2 separate regions of the Anas platyrhynchos genome follow, and region 2 is linked to region 1. A link is a contact called in public Hi-C data. All regions are on one chromosome and are shown on one strand. The core of a region is the stretch at or near the end of the contact, and the rest is flanking DNA. Distances in the headings are between cores, read along the strand shown.

The links. A called contact is a pair of places that touch in the nucleus more often than the background predicts.
Region 2: a Hi-C map of F1 follicle shows a contact between it and region 1, with 3 times the contacts expected there. The contact joins two enhancer-like sites. A contact is called at or near these places in 2 of 8 Hi-C or Micro-C datasets (F1 follicle and skeletal muscle).

Annotation. Positions count from the first base shown.
Region 1 is chr15:8,215,946-8,221,330 of IASCAAS_PekinDuck_T2T, forward strand. DNAAF8 (dynein axonemal assembly factor 8) reads right to left here. Exons shown (of 33, transcript XM_072023718.1): 29 at 3,647-3,861; 30 at 1,966-2,051. Among named protein-coding and RNA genes, the nearest start is that of XPO6, 36 kb to the left of the region's middle. Within about 2 kb of position 3,721, at least 1 of the 8 cell types and tissues checked has an H3K27ac peak or open chromatin away from gene starts, as enhancers often do. A contact at or near this core is called in F1 follicle, where this site is marked.
Region 2 is chr15:8,279,071-8,285,141 of IASCAAS_PekinDuck_T2T, forward strand. All of the region lies in intron 10 of DNAAF8 (dynein axonemal assembly factor 8), which reads right to left. Among named protein-coding and RNA genes, the nearest start is that of DNAAF8, 24 kb to the right of the region's middle. Within about 2 kb of position 3,646, at least 1 of the 8 cell types and tissues checked has an H3K27ac peak or open chromatin away from gene starts, as enhancers often do. A contact at or near this core is called in F1 follicle, where this site is marked.

The sequences.
Region 1 (5,385 bases), core at 2,471-4,970:
ATCTGTTCGGTGCAAGAGCGGTCACATGGCTCCTGCTGATGGAGCCATAAGTGTAATTAACCTCAGATGTTATTTTGAAATGTTTATAAACTAGGCAATGAAGATGCCTTAGCATGAAGTGTCCTTATGAGACACTAGCTCAGACTGGCTGTGTTTTCAAAGATACTTGCAAAGTTGATTTTAAACAGTATGATAGCTTATGGTGGAGGAAGCTTACCTGTTGGCTGAAGCTGATCTACCCAAGGATCAATGCCTCTCCACCTCCCCATCCTCAGGCAACACTTTGCTGCCCCTCCCTTCCACATGCATCATTGATCAGGAAGAAAAGTATTATTCTTGTAGAGCAAGTTTTAAGTGGCTGTAGGATCACCAGTTCTGGCACAGGGGCTAAAGGCAGAGCAGATCCTGCCATTTGGGAGTGCCACTGTGATTTACGCACATGTGTTTTGCAGTTTGGCAAGGAAGTTTATGTACTGTACAGGCAGCCATACAGGACGAGGGACACAGCTGAGACTGGCCATGTTCACATCTATTCCTCCCCACTTCCCTCTCAGCCCCTGGGCTCACTGTGAATGGCAGTGAGAAGCCACTGTGATGTCTGATCTGTGGGGGCTGCCTCCAGACTGGCAATCTTAAAACACATCAAGTTAAACCTTTAGAAGGGGGGAGCACTGTGTTACAGATCGTGTTATGCAGTGCCCAGACTCTGAAAGTCTGGGAAAAAAAAATAGGGGGAGATACTGTATTGGCTCCCAGCCCTGCTGACGGCCACTCTCCCAGAACTCCCTTCAGCAGTGATCTTTGGGGCTCCTGATAGCTCACTTTTTCCTATAAAGTAGGAAAAGGGTAGAAGGAAACTCACTTGAAAGATCAGTTGCTGTTTGTTTTCTCTTAGTGCTGTACCTTGTTGGCTGGAAGATTTATGATGTGGCTCCCTAGGGTGGGATTTTAAACCAATAGAATCAATATCCAAATTTTGTCATTAGCTTAAAAGCATATTTGAAAATATGCTACAAAATTTGTTCCACCTGCCCTTCCCAAGTGCAGCCTTGCAGCTGAGCACCACAAAATTAGATCAAAGTATGAGAACTCTGAGATGTCTACCAATTCAAATGTTCTGATTTGATCACCTCGATGCCTGTAAACTCCAGCATCCTTGAATTCTTCTTCCTGCCCATTGACAGTGTCTGGAAATCCTCCTGATGGAACAGCCAAAGTCATGGCAGCCTTAGTGGCGCAGCTGCTGGACTGCTCTAGACTGACTGTGTCAGAAAACAGATTCTCTTGGCTTTCTTTCCCAGAGGAAACCATGCGCATGAACTACACATCACATTGCCAAATACCACCCCCTGTGCAAGGAAACTTTCCCTCTGGGAGACAGTGGGTTAATTGGCCTGATAATCATTCTATTTCACTAATCAGTCCCTGTAGAGGGGTTCTGTTTGTTTTATCAGGCCTGTAAATCCTCTACCCAGCATTTGTGGTGATTTATTTAAGAGGTTGATTTTTGATTTTGCTCTCTGGTATTTATTTTAAGCATTTTTTTTTCATAACAAACACAGAATCTGCTAAGATATTTCTCCTAGGAATTTTATTGATTCAGCAGGTCTATTCCCAATGTGAGCCCTTATTTTAGAGAACTCCCTGTATTTGTGGAACGATCTTGCCAAGCCTTACAGACACTCCAAGTCCTTAACAAACAACACAACTTAGTACTTAATATCCTGAGCATGGGGCACGCAGACTTGAGACTAAGGAATGCTCTGAGATATCAATAGATTAAAAACAACACAGCTTAGGATGAACACATTGCCTTTGAGTGGTACCTAACATCATGTGAGTCTAAACCACAAGAGAACTACAGAAACGAAGATCAGCTGTCCTTGTTCAGATTACACACTATATGGTAGAGAGTTGAGACAGTGGTGAAAAAGTGCTGTTAAGTTGATATTGTTCCTCACTTACCTGTCCAGCAGGGAGTCGAAGCAAATGACCGCATTGTCTCGCTCTGCTGCTAACACCAGACACAAACCGTCCATTAAAAGGGAACACTATGGGAAGGAAGAACAGAGCTTTGGGTTGCTATCCACTTAAATAAGTCTGTAAGCCTCACTGATGAGCTGCTGACAGCACAGATAACTGGTTGTGTGCTGTGTGAGGACAGGAAAGACAGAGACAGATTCTTTCAAACTGAAAGATTATTGCGTCTGAACCGTTAGTTAACCCATTCCTATGGCTTGCTATTATTCCTGTTCCCATCCCTTAGAGTGAAAATAAGCAGGTTGCTTAGAGGTGTTAGTCCGTCACTAAGTCTGCTGGAAGCAGGAATATGGAGATAACTGTAAATGTTTGAGATACTGTAGCAGAAACACTCATTACTTGAAGGAGCCCATCTTCCTTCTGGCAAGGGAACACAAATGCTGTAATGTTCACCTTTGGCTCAGCAGTGCCAGACCCTCCTGGAGACATGCCAGCTCTGCCCAGAGTAATTCATCTCTGACAGGAGGAAGCGTTTCCATCGCCAGGAGAGCAGTGCCACTGCTGTGGCTCTCCTTCCCACACGCTGATTCGCTTTGTCCTTCCTAAAGAGGTCTGCACATTCCTGTGCGCAGAGGGATGGCATCCTCAGGGGAACCACAGGAGAAGAAAGTAGTGCTTAGACTAATTGGATGCTAGATGTAATTGCTATTCTGTACAGCTGTACTTCAAAGGGATGCTGTCAGTTTAAAAAATCACAACCTAAAAAGATCTTACCTGCTTTTATTACAGGTAACACCTAAGACTCTCATAAGAACTGAAGGGATAGGAACACAAATGTTTGTATTTTTTTCATAGGAACCACTGTGTGCCTCTAACAGCCCTTTGTTGATCACTACTTCCAGTATAAGTAGTTTTCCTTGTTGTTTACTCTCTGTTCCTAACAGCACTTTCTTGTGCATTCCACCTTACTGCTTTGCTCTAGCAAGGTTCCTGAAATGCTGGGCTTATCCTACATCAAGTACAAAGAGAAAAACAGTTCAGGCACAATGCTGCACTGATGTCAAGTGATGTATTGGCTCACCCCAGAAGCATATCTTGTGCTTACACCCCGTGAGCACTTGCTTAAACTCAATGCTGGACTGCGGCTTGAGTTGTCATCACCAGCAGAATGAGACACAAAATTAAATCTCTGCCCAGAACTCCAGGGCACCATCCAAAAAGTGGAAGGGTTATTTAACATCGTAGAAGAGGATTAATGGGGTGCGATTACAGGAAGGGAAATAGAAAATGCTGTATTCTGTCTTGTTCTTCCAGATAAATACAGCAGAACATACATAATAGCAGCAACTGCTCACTGATAGGTGAATGGAATAAAATGTCTAGTGGGGATGAACCATTCACAGTAAGGATATGTTTGAACATAACAATGTCAAGTTTAGGTGTCAGTGAGCTAATGGAGATAGAGGAACACAAGGTAGGGACGAGCTAGCAAGGCACGCTGCCCAAATTACTTACCAGCATATTAGAGACCAGATTGCAGTGCTCTGCTAATGCTGCTACCAAAACTAGGCTGCCCAGAGCTAGCCCGGACATCTTAGCACAGCACTGCATCAAATGACTCTTCTTCCACAGGGAAAGAAGCAAAACAACTCCAGCTGTTTCATACCTTTGCTGCAACACTGCACTTTGCCCTGCTTAGTATCTCAGAGATGCAATGAGCTTGTGGTGCGTCCAGGACAGTGAGGCGTACTCCAGTCATTGTGAAATCTTTGCCAATAAGCTGATCAAGCAGTTCAACATAAGGTGGGTCTGACCCCCGAAGGATGATCCCAGGCAAGACGAGGCAAGTGGTTTGGCAGAGGTTATCAGACAATGGCCGATCTGATGGGAAAAGATCAAAACACAACAGATGCTTGCTTTATATGTACCCCCGCCAACTGCTAGCCCTCTAAGTAATTCTTCCCTGCCACATACAAGTAACTGGAAGATCAGAGGCACTCAGGCATTGTTATATCATTTGGGATGTTCCCAGATGTGATTGCTCATCCCAAACTGTCAAACTGCTGTATGCCTACGTGTACGTTTCTGGAGATCACAAGACAGCAGTTGTGACCCCATTTCAGGAGTCAGACAAGGACAGCTGCTGGTTTGCTACAGCAGACACTATTCCATTTAATTTCTTCCAAGCAAAGAAATCTGTTAATCCAGCTGCTTTTATAATCCAAAATGTAATTCTCAGCAACATACATAAGATTTAATGTATTTCATATTTTCCCCATGATAAATCCGTCTGTCCATTAGGCAGAGCTTTGTGGTAATTGCAGAAAGGAGGTTTCTTTGTGTGCAAGAGCTACCTCTAGCGTTTAAGATGAAACCGTGAAGTGAATGATGTGTCTGGTTTGCTGGCGGCGCTTACTATATCGTGCCTGACAGTTCAGAGATCACGTGTACTTGCTTTTCCAGGACAGTAGCTCTTTGAAAAACATTTTCTGAGACGCAGACACATCAGGGCTGTACATTAATTTTCTTTTCACTCTGCTTAAACATCTTCAAAGCAAAGAGATTTCCTTATGAAGCAGGAAATTGGGGGCACATATTTTGAGATTTGCTCCCAAGACTGAGCCATACAAAACTTGCAGAATACCCATGCTCTCTCCACAACTAGCTCGCTGTTGTTATTATTGTTAACTTGCAAGCTAGGCTAAAATCAAGAAGTACTTCAGTCACAACAAAACTGCGCTTCAGGCCTGGGCCTTTTCCAGGGTGCAGTTAAGCTGTTGGGGGAAATGCTCTGCTTGTCAGCAATAGCAGCATGGAATAGTTTGGATGGGGAACACCTGCAAGTCTCCTCTCACTGTAGCTTTGCCCTCTGAACAGAGCTTGAGCCAACACATCCCAAAGGAAACACAACAATGTGGTGACATCTCCGCAGCCATCCAGATAAGGTCAGGCAGCTACATGCAGAACAGCCTGGTCACCCCCCCCCCCCAGAAGCTGCTGTTAAATACGCACAGTTGCCAATCTCTTATTTCAGGGCTCATATAACGGCTTGGAAATGTCAGTAATGTTGTGAGACAGGCCTCACCCCTCATCCCAGCTAACATTTAAATCTAAAATGTTTACGTAGCCAATTTCTGATGTATTAGCGTGCAACATGAAAAAAAAAAAAAAGAAGAAAAAAAGGAGCTTGCCTGAGGAGAGCCTTACACATGTGATTTTTGTCATTATCATGAAAAACATGTAGGGCATTGTCCAAGGTCAATATAAGACAATGGAAAGAATTCATTGATAATGACCTTGGGAAATTTCTTCTTCAGAGACCCCCTACACAAAGTGACCTGGTGCCTACCAAGCACCTTTGCTCTCATTAAGGCAAAGGTCTTGACTTACTGCCATCATCCTTGC
Region 2 (6,071 bases), core at 2,396-4,895, 63 kb after region 1:
TTACTGAGTCTCCTCCTTCTTTACTGGAGGAGGTGAATGAGGGGGAAGGGGAGGAATAGGAAGAATCTTCCTCTCATTGGCTGAAGGCTTAATCAAAATAATTGTTTTCAGCCATGTCTAAATTTATCCTCCTATGTCATCCGCACCCTAGCTTGGATCGCAGATTTCAGAGGCAATCCCTGATGAATGGCAAATTACTGACTGCAGAAATCTTCTGCCAAATGATGCATCTGCTGTACGTTTGTAAATGTGAACTGATTTCTAGGTACTTTAGCAGCTCTAGCTAATTTCTCTAATGAAAATTCTATACTCTCATGCTGAAATAGCTCTAGCATTGCATGTTCATGCTTCGCTAGAGGCACAGCTCACAGTACAAAACACAAGCATGCTGATTATGTGGTGATACATCTATTTTCCATGCAGTCATGTTGCTAATGTAGGACAGTAGATAGTTGGGATACATTTAACATTTGTGCCCCTCTCTCCAAACCAAAGCAGATAACGCTTTCATGGCTTCTAAAAATTCTTGCATTAGATGAAGCCATATTGGAAATGTCAAGTGTTTGTTCATTTTCATTCTGTAGGGAAGGAAAAATGATGACAATGCCATCTGCTAGATTATCTGAAATTCCACATTAGATGGTGGAATAAACCGTGAAACTATTCAAAGAACTGCTTTATCATTGCAAAGTGGGAGAACAGATAAGAATGCGGAAAGTATCTGCATTTCCTGTACGCAACTGGCAGAACATACTGTAATTAGAAAGGCAACATTTCATAATAAAAAGGAGAGTATGATGGATGTTAATGGTCTGAATGGTCTTTCTGTTAATGCATTTTTGTACTAGATTCACTCTATATAGCACGAATGGCTTTCTGAATATCAAACGTGCTGAGGTTATGGACCTGAAAAATATAATGGTAGCAAGATATTATTGAATTTTTTTTTTTTTGATTTGAACTGAGCTTCAGATTGCTAAAATGGAAGAGGTACAATCCTCCAAAGCAGAAAACTCTCCCAGAGTAAGATTGCAGGAACTCAAAGACCTGAGAAACAGAATCATTATTTGTTATGATCTTGGTAGTTCTCCAGATAACCTCACACAATATGTAGCGCCCTAAGTTAAAAAAAATAAAGAAAAATTCTTTGCTGAAAATTCTTTTAATGTTCTGGACCATTATTCTTAATCTTTGGCATGAAGAATATAATTTCTTCTGATTCAGAAGGAGACACCTATCCATCCTTGGCATCATGGAGGTGCTAAAGCTAGCCAGCACCTCTGCTGGAGCACAAAGAAGGTAAGTGTCAGAGTGAAATGTCAGCTCACCACCAGCATTTACTGAGCATAGGAATGCAGTTCAGAGATGGCACAGAGGAAGAAACTGAGCTCTGCATGGCTCAAAAACCAAGGACAGGAAAATTCACTTTGTACACCTTTTCTTCTTGCTGCCACCCCAGCATCGTCAACCCCAAATGCAATCTAAAGTAGCTTTATATCCACCACAGCTCTGGCAGTCAGTCAGTGATAGGCAGGATCAGTTACATTTCTGGGTCAGGATGTGTCATTGTTCTACAACAATCTCTTTTCATCCCATCTCATCCTATATTCCCTATAAGGGATTTTTTACCTGCTTCACTAGAATTAACGGTTAGCACACCTGTGCTGCCAAAAAAATATATAACCCTTCTGGCAGGAGAGTCAAGGACACGGCCCAAAGAATATGTTAGAGAGACACTGTGTAATCATTCAGGATCACACAGAGAGAAAAGTATTTTTGGCCCAAAATTCAACGTACTTTTGTTGTTGTTGTTGTCTGCAGTGAACAAGACAAGTCCACAGCATTAAGCGTTTGGTCCTAAATAAGAATCTTGTACCTTAGGGTATGCTCTCTGTCTTAACCTGCTCAACTTTTGCCTGTGCTGCCAGTACTCCTAATGCAAGCACGCAGCACTGCCCTTGTCACGCTGTCTCTCGTATACGCCAGTGTGAGGTTTACCGGGATTTCTTGCTCTGTCCTGGGTTGGGAACATTATCACCGTCTGAGAATCTTACACAGCCAGGTAATGGTCTCTCTTGGACAACGTTTTTCTAGTCACTCTGAGATGACTAGATCAGAAGAGTATGAATGAAACAAGAACATCTATCAGGCAGCAGTGATGGGAAAAGCACAGTCAGAGCTGCTACGACTTCCTTGATAAAACTGCTCCCTGAAATACTTCATTAGCACAAAGAATGTTCTAATTAGTAGTTAAAGCCAGCTAGGAGTACGTGTCAAATACCAGCCTAGTTTTCAGATGACTGAGGACCAATTGGACCAATTCCAACATAATTCATGAGAACACAGAATGTTTGTGTGGTTATGAAGCATATTAACTAATCAAAAATGTTTTTAAATGGTTATTTTTCACCTAAATATATTCAAGAAAAAATGTGTAAACTGAGGCCATTTGGCAACAAGTCTGAATGCTGCTTAAAACATTCAAGTAACTGGCAAAAATAACATGCAAGAAGCAGCTGTTTTGCACACAATTTTTTCTTTATTAGCTAGAAGTGGGAAAATTTTCTGTCAAAGACTCAACTCCTCAGGTAAACAAAGAAATGCTCTGAAAATTGCACTAAAATTTAAATCAAGGTAGCATTGAATCCCATTTGATTTTGTTTGCTTTCTGAGACATAATCATTAAAAATGAGAAGTGCCTTCTCCATGATTGGTGTTTACATTACAGTAACACTTCGGCTTGGAGGGATTCACAGCCTCATTGTGCTGGTATTCTATGCACACATAACAAAAAGCTCCTGCTCTACTGAGTTTCTACTCCTGGTTGACAAGCAGCAGCTGAAATATGTAAAAGAAATTAAATTACTTACACATTTCATGTGAACACGGTACTGGGAATTAGGAACTTTTGCCTTAGTCTTGGCTCTGGAATGGATTATTTCTCTATGGAACTGCAAAGTGAGTAAAACATTTCCTTATCCTAGATCCCCGCTAACTGAATTAAATATCAAAAGCCTGTAAAATACTCCAAAGAGGAGCAGAGTAAAATTACCAAGAAAGATTAAGAAAACTTTTTTAAACATTACTGAAACAGCATCATGTCTAAAATCCAAGCACTAGTATCTCTATCTTCTATTGTTCTTCAGCTGATTTCAAACTGTCTCACAAATGAAATATGCTGTCATTTCCATACCTGCAGCAGGGAAGGAAATTATACACAGTCACTTCAAAAACCTGTGATAGAGCATGGAATCGGTCCTCAGCCATCTGAAAACTAGGCTGGTATTTCACAACTGTTCCCAGCTGGCTTTAAATACTGCTAAAAGGACACGAGTAGTTTGATACTCCAAGAAATTCATCATATGCTTATCAACTTAGGTAAAGCTGTGCTTTTTTTTTTTCTGTTTTAAAAAACCTATTTATCTTGTCATGTATTTCTCTGATAGTATATGGAAATCCTCCCCCCCCCCAAAAAAAAAAAAAAAAGTGGGGAGCTAACTATGCAGTCTCTTTTGAATCCTTCTACAGCTCCTACAGCTCCAGTACTTAAGTCCCTCCCAGTGTGATGTTGCCAAGTCCCTGATTAGGGCAATACACTAATGGACATAGGAAAAAGGCATGCTGGGAGGCAGTGTCATGCCCAAACTCAGAATGAGCTTAGCAACCCTGCAGAGCAAGCGTGATAACAGGTTCTGGTTTGGGCTATCCATACAACATATTGCAGCATTGCTGGTTTGCTGAAAGCTCAGCTGATTTATCCAGAAGTTTTACCAGAGCTTAAGTGGCCCGCTCTTCAACCTCTCGGCTGGCAGTTCATAAATGGATTGTGTCCAGCTTGTCATACAGGCTGTGTGATCTTGTGTCCAGCTGCAAAATACTATCCATACAACCCTTTGGACCTCTGAATTCTCTAGGCCGTAAATATGGGTCCTCTGTGATTTTGAGAACTCCTAAGTGCTTACAATCTCCAACAAATCTTGTGGGAACTCCACATGCTTGGCACATTGCTGGACAGAGCTTTATGTTTTTAAAATAAAGCTAACTGTAAGATTCTTCCACTTGGTAATTTCAGACAAAGCCTTGAATTCCTTTCAATAGCCCTGCCACTAAGAATGTTTGTATAATTATTTCTGTAATAAAGTGTTTACAAGCTGTAACAAAGCTTATCCCCCTACGTGTCAAGGTTCAAGGCTGTGGTCCAACCAAAGTCATGATGCTAAGCAAGCAGGCATGAGGAAAAACTAGGAATACAGTTTAAACTGTAAAGCTTCTTTAACAATAGCATTGCAGCTGTGTCAGACATGCCTGAACAGCGCCTTGGAAGAGCAGAAGGCCACATTCAACCTCCTTTCATCTACAAATAGCCTCACAGGTCTCAACCATGAGGTAAGGCCAGGAAATGGGAACTCCCATTTGGGAGTTCCAAGAAAGATGCTCATGGCAGAAAGTATTTCTTTACATAAGTAAATTTGACTGGCACTTGTTCATATGCATTACAACCTTATTGTAGCTGGTCCTTCTGCCAGCTAACACAGGACCTATCAAAGAGCAAGGCCTGAAGAGACACAAGGTGCAAAAAAGGCTCTCTGCCCTCCTGCCCTCTTCTAAATGAGAAATAAATATTAGCCCATGGACATCTTACTCTATTGTCTTCTCTTCAAGTTTAATCTGAACCATTCTTCTAATGTGAACAGAGGAGTGGTTAGGACCTCTACTGGCAGCAAGTTCACACATGTAATTCTGGAAACTCTATACCTTTTACTTATATTACCCTTTCCCTTAAGGAGCAACAATGAATGCTCCCATCTGTCAAGATCATGCAGAAGTATATTCAAAAATAAAATAAACTCATTTTAATTTCCTCCAAGATGTGTCAGAGAATATAAAGGACTAAATAATTCACATTTCCCTATGGCCATCTCAAACTCCCATCAGAAAAACAGCACAAAACAATCTCATCTTTGAAAAGACTTAACTGTCCCATTCTTCCATAGCTGGTAAGTACAGTGGACAAAGGTGGAAGCCCCTGCTAAACAACCAGACCGGGTCTCTGTGTGGACATTGAAATGCAAAGAAGTTCTCTACAGCATTTTGTTAGTCCTGCTGTGTTCAGTACAGAATGAGTGTCTCCTGGTTCTGTGCAGAGGTGCAGCAATGTGGCTGAGAAACCTGCTGAAGCAGACAACAGGTTATTAAAGCAGGATTAGTGTATGTCATGTTTAACTGCTCTTGCTGCATGCACAGAACTACTGGGAGAATTATCAGGATGTAAAGTTCCCGACTTGCATTTATCTGTGCCCAAAGCGTGCCAAAGCACACACTTCCAGTAACATTTATTACCCTGAGAACACAAAGAGCAAGCAAGCAGAATGCCTGTAGAAAGGAAGTTGTTTGTGACAAAGACTTTTAAGGCTTAGATTCTCTGCTTTGCCTGCTAAGGCAAATCCTCAGGATGCATCTGCGACATCCAGGGCCGTGGCAGAGGCAGTAGCAGCCTTAGTTCCTCTAGCTTGTTAACCACAACCAAGGGGACCATAAATCAGTTGAACTCAACCTAAGCACAAAGGACTCTGCCAACAAATCCTCCCATTTTCCTACTCTGGTACCATGTGGGAAGATGAAGAGGAGGCCAGAAATACAGGCCCTGTGCCAGCTAACAGTTGCCTTTGATAGAAAAACATTTTCTTGGGAACTTCCATGCTATTCTGAATCCTGTGTGCTGGACTGGTGGTACAAACAGGAACCTTGGCCTTCTGTTTCTGCAAGCTAAATTTAACTACATCATCTCTAATTGCTTTAGTTTATTTTTAAGCCTTTCTTGAGTCGAGGCAGCAGGTTCATTAAGTACAAGAGATTTTAATCTTGCTCCAGGAACTCATTAAATACCTCACTGTGCAAAAAGGGAGGAATTCAGGGGCCATCTGCTGGCTGTTTGGCACATCACTGCTGGCCACAACCCCAGACAGAGTCAGACCAAGAGAGTGAGAAGACCTAGAGTGAAGGACAAGCCAAATTCAGTTCTGATGCCAGAAAAAGGCTGAGTATGAAATATTTTGCAATTTTTAAAATTA